Linked DNA regions of Lactuca sativa: region 1 is linked to region 2. A link is a contact called in public Hi-C data. All regions are on one chromosome and are shown on one strand. The core of a region is the stretch at or near the end of the contact, and the rest is flanking DNA. Distances in the headings are between cores, read along the strand shown. Region 1 holds the start of LOC111882101 (calcium-dependent protein kinase 10). Region 2 holds the start of LOC111882116 (pentatricopeptide repeat-containing protein At1g18900).

Evidence for each region. A called contact is a pair of places that touch in the nucleus more often than the background predicts.
Region 1: a contact with region 2 is called in a Hi-C map of leaf, with 7 times the contacts expected there. The contact joins the promoter of LOC111882101 here to the promoter of LOC111882116 in region 2. A contact is called at or near these places in 3 of 4 Hi-C or Micro-C datasets (leaf and seed).

The regions. Positions count from the first base shown.
Region 1 is chr4:194,156,513-194,159,966 of Lsat_Salinas_v11, reverse strand. LOC111882101 (calcium-dependent protein kinase 10) reads right to left here and starts at 1,477. Exons shown (of 7, transcript XM_023878467.3): 1 at 667-1,477; 2 at 1-137. The coding sequence starts at 1,324. It overlaps LOC122197382 (a long non-coding RNA gene), which reads left to right and starts at 1,510. Exons shown (of 2, transcript XR_006190771.2): 1 at 1,510-2,605; 2 at 3,078-3,314.
Region 2 is chr4:193,641,822-193,644,914 of Lsat_Salinas_v11, reverse strand. LOC111882116 (pentatricopeptide repeat-containing protein At1g18900) reads right to left here and starts at 1,385. Exons shown (of 2, transcript XM_023878483.3): 1 at 1,226-1,385; 2 at 1-687. The coding sequence starts at 684.

The DNA of each region.
Region 1 (3,454 bases), core at 228-2,727, 510 kb before region 2:
AAAGGGAGGGACCCCACATAACAATATATAAAGAATAACCCCAGCACTCCATATATCAACCTCTGGTCCATAATTTCGCCTTAGAACTTCAGGCGCCATGTAGTATGGACTCCCCACAATTTCTGAAAATTTCTGACCTGAAAATAAAGGAAGTATACAAAAAGTCAAATAGTCAACTCTGAAGCCATAGAATATTCCAAAGCTATGTCTTCATCACAAGTTTTGATTCAGAAAATCCGGGTGCACCATGGATCGAACCCATGACTTGTTGGTCAAAAAGTAGCAGCTTGTCAGTGACTTGGTCTTGCCCCAAATTACGTCTTCTTACTTTGACTAATTTTATATGAAAACGACATCGAAATGGAATCTAACCAATCAAAACCACCTAATCCATCATCATTCAGATCCTTTTCGAAAATACTTGATCACATCAAACTTTTAGGGCTCTGATTTGGGAATTTTGGAATAAATATAATCAAATCAAAGAATTAAGGAGAGATCAAGATCTCGGAGTTAGATCTGAAGATTTGAACACCCAATTGATAAAGATTGAAACTTTAGGTTCTTAAGATGCGATTTGATATAATTCGACACTAACCCAGAAAAAATAAATTGGGATTATTGAAGTAGTTAAAGGAACTGTAATTAAGAACAAATATGAAATACCTGGCTTGAAGAATACAGAAAGTCCGAAATCGATGGCTTTTAAAGGAGAATTTTCTTTCTTATTAGCAAACAAAAAGTTCTCCGGCTTCAAGTCTCGATGAATTACCCCATGTTCATGGCACATCTTCACCACCTCCGCCACCGTCTTCGCGATTCCGGCCGCCGCACGTTCGCTATAATGCCCTCTAGCAACGATTCTGTCAAACAGCTCTCCACCCTCGCACAGCTCCATCACCAAATGAACAGCTTCATGATCCTCATATGTAGCACGAAGCTTCACTATATTTGGGTGCTCCGGCAAGGTTGACATAATCGCAACCTCTCGCCGGACGTCCTCCACGTCGACGGCGGTTCGGAGTTTTTTCTTGGAGATTGATTTACACGCGAAAGCTTGTTTTGTTTCTCTATCGGTGCAGAGGTACGTGACTCCAAACTCTCCCCGACCCAGCTCCCGGCCAAGTATGTACTTGTCGGAAATTCGGGTCCGGTGGTGGGCGAGTTGTCCGAAGTCATTCAAAACCCGGATCGGTACCGGAGATTCGGCGTATGGATTGGGTCTTTGTTTGAAGTTCTTTTTCTTGCCCGGTGGAGTCGGAGGTGGCTGGTAGTGTTGGGGTTTCGGATTATCGGGTCTTAGACAGGTGGTGCAGTTGCCCATGGTGGTGGTAGGTTTTAATGGCAACCGTCGTGGTGGTGGTGGTGGTTGGGAAATATAGTTATGATCGCCGGAAAATCAAGATTTGAAGAGCCGGGCATTTCACGGCATATGGAAAATGAGACCGAAGGAAAGACGCGGGGTAAGGGAAGGAAAAGGAAGTTTTCTTTTAGCTTAAAGTCAAATATATTGTTCTATTATATTTATTAATAATTATAATAATAGAATTTACAAAATTATTCTATTCATTTTATTATATTAACCATGTTTCTATTTTATATTTTTGTAATTTATAGTATCGTATAACGCCTCTGTCATAAAAGAAAGTTCTATATTTTTTATTGAATTATTTTACAAGCTTGATTTGTTGATTATAAAAATTTTTAATTGTCTATAATCTTTATTTTGGTAATAAGAATAACTTTTTTAGATTTAGTAATTTTAATTTTAATTAATAAATTTACTTATTTTTTGCTTACTGTGGATAAATGTTTGGCCAGTATTAATATATTTTCCTGAATTATAAAGTAAATAGAATATTCTAATCTCTAACAGAAATAATAAAATAAATGTAAGAATATAGTTGCATTTATCCCTTGAAATTTGAACATAAAAAGTTAAAAATCATTTTAAAATAAATATTATATACATTGTTTAGGAATAGTTATAATATCAATCTTGTTTAGTCATAGTTAAACATTTTTTTAAGAGTTTTTAGTTTTTAGCTTCTAAGAAAATTTTCAAAAGAAATTGTTTGACGATAGGAGCTTATAGTTTTTAATTTAAACAAAAAACTTGAAATTCTAAATCCACTTCGAGTAGCATTTAACAAAACAAAATTATATTTTTGCAAATTAACTTAGGTGTTGTTTGTTTTTGTAAAAAAATATCTTCTAACCATTTATTGTTATGCGTTGCAGCACACACACAACATTTTTCGTCTCGCAGCAGTTTGTTTTTTAAAAGTCTTCAACATAAAAAAACATGTGTGTGTGTTATGCACTTGTTTTTGTCTCTTTAAACCACTTCTGACCTAAAACCTAAAAAAACAGGCCCAACATAAAAAAAAAAAAAAAAAACAAAACAAAACAAAACCCTGCTTTCTTGTTTCCCCTCATCGAATCCGTCGCACCTACCTTCTCCATTCAACCTTCAATTTGCAGCTTCCTTCTCCATTCAACCTTCGATTCGCTACCTCACATCGACACAACACTGTCGGTAAGCAGACCAGCCTTCGTCGTCGCCGTCTCAGCCTCCCTTTGTTGTCGCCATCCTCATGAACAAGTATGTTTCCTTTCCTAGAATCAGCTTTTAAAATTGATTGTATCCTTCTAAAATCAATTTTCCTTATTAATCTCTGTTGATTCTGATTAATCGATTGCTAGATTCTGATTAATCTTTTCCTGAAATTGATTGTTCACGAACTATCATTTGAGTTGTGTTGTGGTGGGATGTGGATACTAATCAGAACATGAAATCGATGTTGTATTTTTTTTTTCCTATTTTGTTAAAATTGCAGTTGGGTATGTATGTGAATTTCGTGTATAATCTAAAGGCTACCTAGGTTGTATTGAAAAGTATGTTTTTTTTTTTTTTCTGATTTCTATGTGGTTGTTGCAATAATCGAATTTGTTTTTATTTTCTAATTTATTATGTAATTGTTGCTGACAGCATGTATACATAACATGATTTAGAGCCTTTTTCATTTTCCTCTATGTTTGACAATCTTATGGTGCTTGATAATCTTATGGCCAAGATTCCAACAAGAATCAAGAAACCAATGGAAGCCCACAGGAGAAACCCATGAACAAATAACACATGGAAAAAGAACAAGAACAAGAAGAATAGGAGTAAAGGTTTTAGCTTTGAAAGATTCCATTGTTGTGTTTAGGAGTTCCTATCATATTGTTCATGTAATCAAATGTTTTAGGTATCGTTTTTGTGAATAAGAACCTTTTCAACCTATTTATGAAATTAATCAAATTCTTGAAAAGTAGATCGGTCCAGTAGCCCATTAATATATACTTTGTTGTATGAATTTTATTTCAATGTTATGACTAGAATTATTAAAAATCCGGTATTGAAAAACTTTTTTCAGTTTGTAAATTAGTTTATTAAAATTTCAGTTAACTG
Region 2 (3,093 bases), core at 136-2,635:
ACCCGGTTGTGAAACGGGTTTTGTTGATATTCCTCGTGTTACCATGAACTGGTTTACACAATCTTTTGATCTTTTCGTGTTTTGGTTTTGAAAGTTGGGGGCTGTTTTACCCGATGGTTTGCTTTTCGCGACACTTGTGGGGTTTTTTTGAGCAGATGTTTGTGGTTCAATTTTTTTGTACACTTTAACATTCGATGATTTATCACTTGAAGTTGTTTTTTCAGGAATAACTTTTTTGTAAGGTTTGACATTTGGAATAGGTCGGCCATGGTCAACCACATAGTTTTGACTTGACCCTTCGGTCATGGGTATCTTGTAGTTGACCACATCGTTTAGAAAGTTGACTGCTGCGATTCCTGCCCGAACAAAGTGCCCGGTTGTAAGACCAGATGGCTGGATTGAGGTGTCGATTTCATCAGCATAAGTTACACAATCGGGTTTTGACTTTGGTGTATGGTCAACTATGTTGGTATTGGGTGTAGTAGAAGATTTGGGCACAAAGGTGGATGATGATGTTGTTTGTGGATTTCGGGTTCTGTTTGTGTTGGGGATTTGCCTTTTGGAAGTGCAAGCTTCATCTTCTTGACAAGTGCATGAACTTCCATCTGCACTACATCTTGTTCCACTGAAGAAGAAAGATCTAGCTGATTGGGAAAGAACACCTAGCTGTTTTGTGCGCAACATTCTCTGCATAAATTGTATGAACAATTTAAGTTATACACTAAGATTTGTAAAGATCGCCATTTAGGCGTTTACTACCATAAAAAGACCTAATTTTGAAACTGAAACTCCCAATTGAAGATTGATCTCCATGATCGTTTTATTTTATTACACTCCCAATGATCGAATGATACTTGCAATCCTTTCGCCCTGAATTATTTCGATTTTGGTTCCAAAATGAGCCCAAAATTCGGATACGAATTGTGTCGGCTGTGAGGGAGCAATCAACAAGATATTCTAATGATCGAATTCAGGGCAAATTTAGCTCTGAAGATTTATTCATATTAGACCAAAAAATTTCAAGAAAGAACCCGTTTCTTCAAATGATCAGGATGGAACATAATACAGATTTAGGAAACATTTAACGAAAAGAAAAACCCTAATCAGGATCAATAAGGTAGCCCCATTTGACCAAGCAGTCAACATTTCAATGGCGAATGAAACCACATGAGAAAAGAAATGATTGATGCAATCAAATATGAAAGAAGATTGATTAGCTCATTACCTGAGATGGGTAGAGGAGGAAGATGAGAGAAACGATGTGGCGGCTACTTCTCCATAAGAGCAGTCAAGGCATGCGTTAATTTTGCAGGCCAAACAAATGGAAGGGGTTTTGTGTGAGATTTTTCTATTTATGTTAGTTGGGAGTGAATTGGTGGTATGTTTGTAAACCCTATATTGTGATTATTTTTTCTGTTGATTTTGGTATCCACGCGTTCCCACCTTCACGGATTTCTTCTCACTCCTACAATGCTTTTAGCAAACCCCTCTCTCATTTTCCTTTTACCTTTTCTTTTCTACTTTTTATTATATTTTTTGTTCCATGAAATTAAAATCTAACTCATTTATTAGTGATATTCGTCCAAATTTATATAATGTTGGAAGTAATGATAATTTTTAATTTTTTAAGTAAATAATCAATAATTTCAAAGTTTTACATTTTTCAAATTATTTTTTCATGATAAAAATAATTTCAAATTTTAATTTTATTTTACTGTAAAAGTAGTTTGAAATATCGAACTACATTCTCTTTCTGTAGAAAAATTAGGTTGAAATTCTTATTCACTTGGAATATCCATATGTAGGTCGAAATTCCAACGTGTTTATTATTTTTGAACTTGTTCTTCGTGTTTTTTATTGAATTTTGAACATGTTCATATTTTTGGATTGAATTTCTAACTTGTTTTCCGTTTTAAAAAATCAATTTTCTTCATTAAAAATGACGATTTGGGGGGAAAATAAGAAGAATGATGATGAGAAATAATACACAATAAGAAGAATGATGAATGCCTCAAAGTCTTTTATTGAAGCTTATTCTAAGTTCGAGACTCACTCATCGTTGTGGTTGATGGCATATTATTCTTGTCCTTCACTAGTGTGGTGATTTGTGGTGTTTCTCTAAGTCTATCGAGAGTTTGCATCTTCATGATTGGGCTTGCATCAACAGCAGGATTATTGTTGGTAGGTATTATAGGTAAGAAAACAAGAATGCAAAACAAAAAGTAATCAAAATTCACTCTTTGCTTAATTGGAAAAACTAACTCAAAACTAATGGTTTACAATCTGTTCTCATAATCATAAACTCAATTAGGGATATGAATATATAGCCTAACATAACAACTTGTATTAGAATAGGAAACTTATGACCAACTTGCCATAAAATGGATTGCTTGATCCTCAAACATAGGATTCCAACAATCACCCTCGAATCTATAAGTCCTTCTAGAGACGTCTTCAATCCCGATCACACTCCGTATTTCCTTGAACTTGTAAGAATTTCCGCCTTTTGTTCCTCCTCGGGAATGTACACCACCTCCACTTGTTTGTTTTCAGCATAATTTTTACCCGTGACAAATAAATCATCAAGATAATTTGCTAAAATTAGCAAGTTAGATTCTTCACTTTTTCGGTACACCGATGTTTCTTTCATGCACTTTTGAAATTTAATACTCTTGAAAATCCCATCAAGCTTCATGTTCCATGCTCGAGGTGCTTGTCTTAGACCATATAGTGCTTTTTGAGGCGATATACTTTATGCTTGATGCCTTTCTTTATATAGTCTTCCGGTTGCGATACGTAAACGGTTTCCTTCAATTCTACATGTAAGAACGTTGTTTTAACATCTAAGTGGTGAAGCTCCCACCCATGAGTAGTGGCTAAGGCTATAAGAAACCAAATGGTTTCAATTCGAACTACCAAAGCAAATACTTCTTGAAAATCAATATCGGGTTGTTGCACGTAACCTTTAGCAACCAACCTTTCCTTGTATTTATTAATGGTGTCGTCTGCATTTTTCTTCAATTTAAATATCCACTTGAGTCCAATTGGCTTCACCCCATAGGCTTGTTCACGAGAGTCCAAGTATTATTCTTG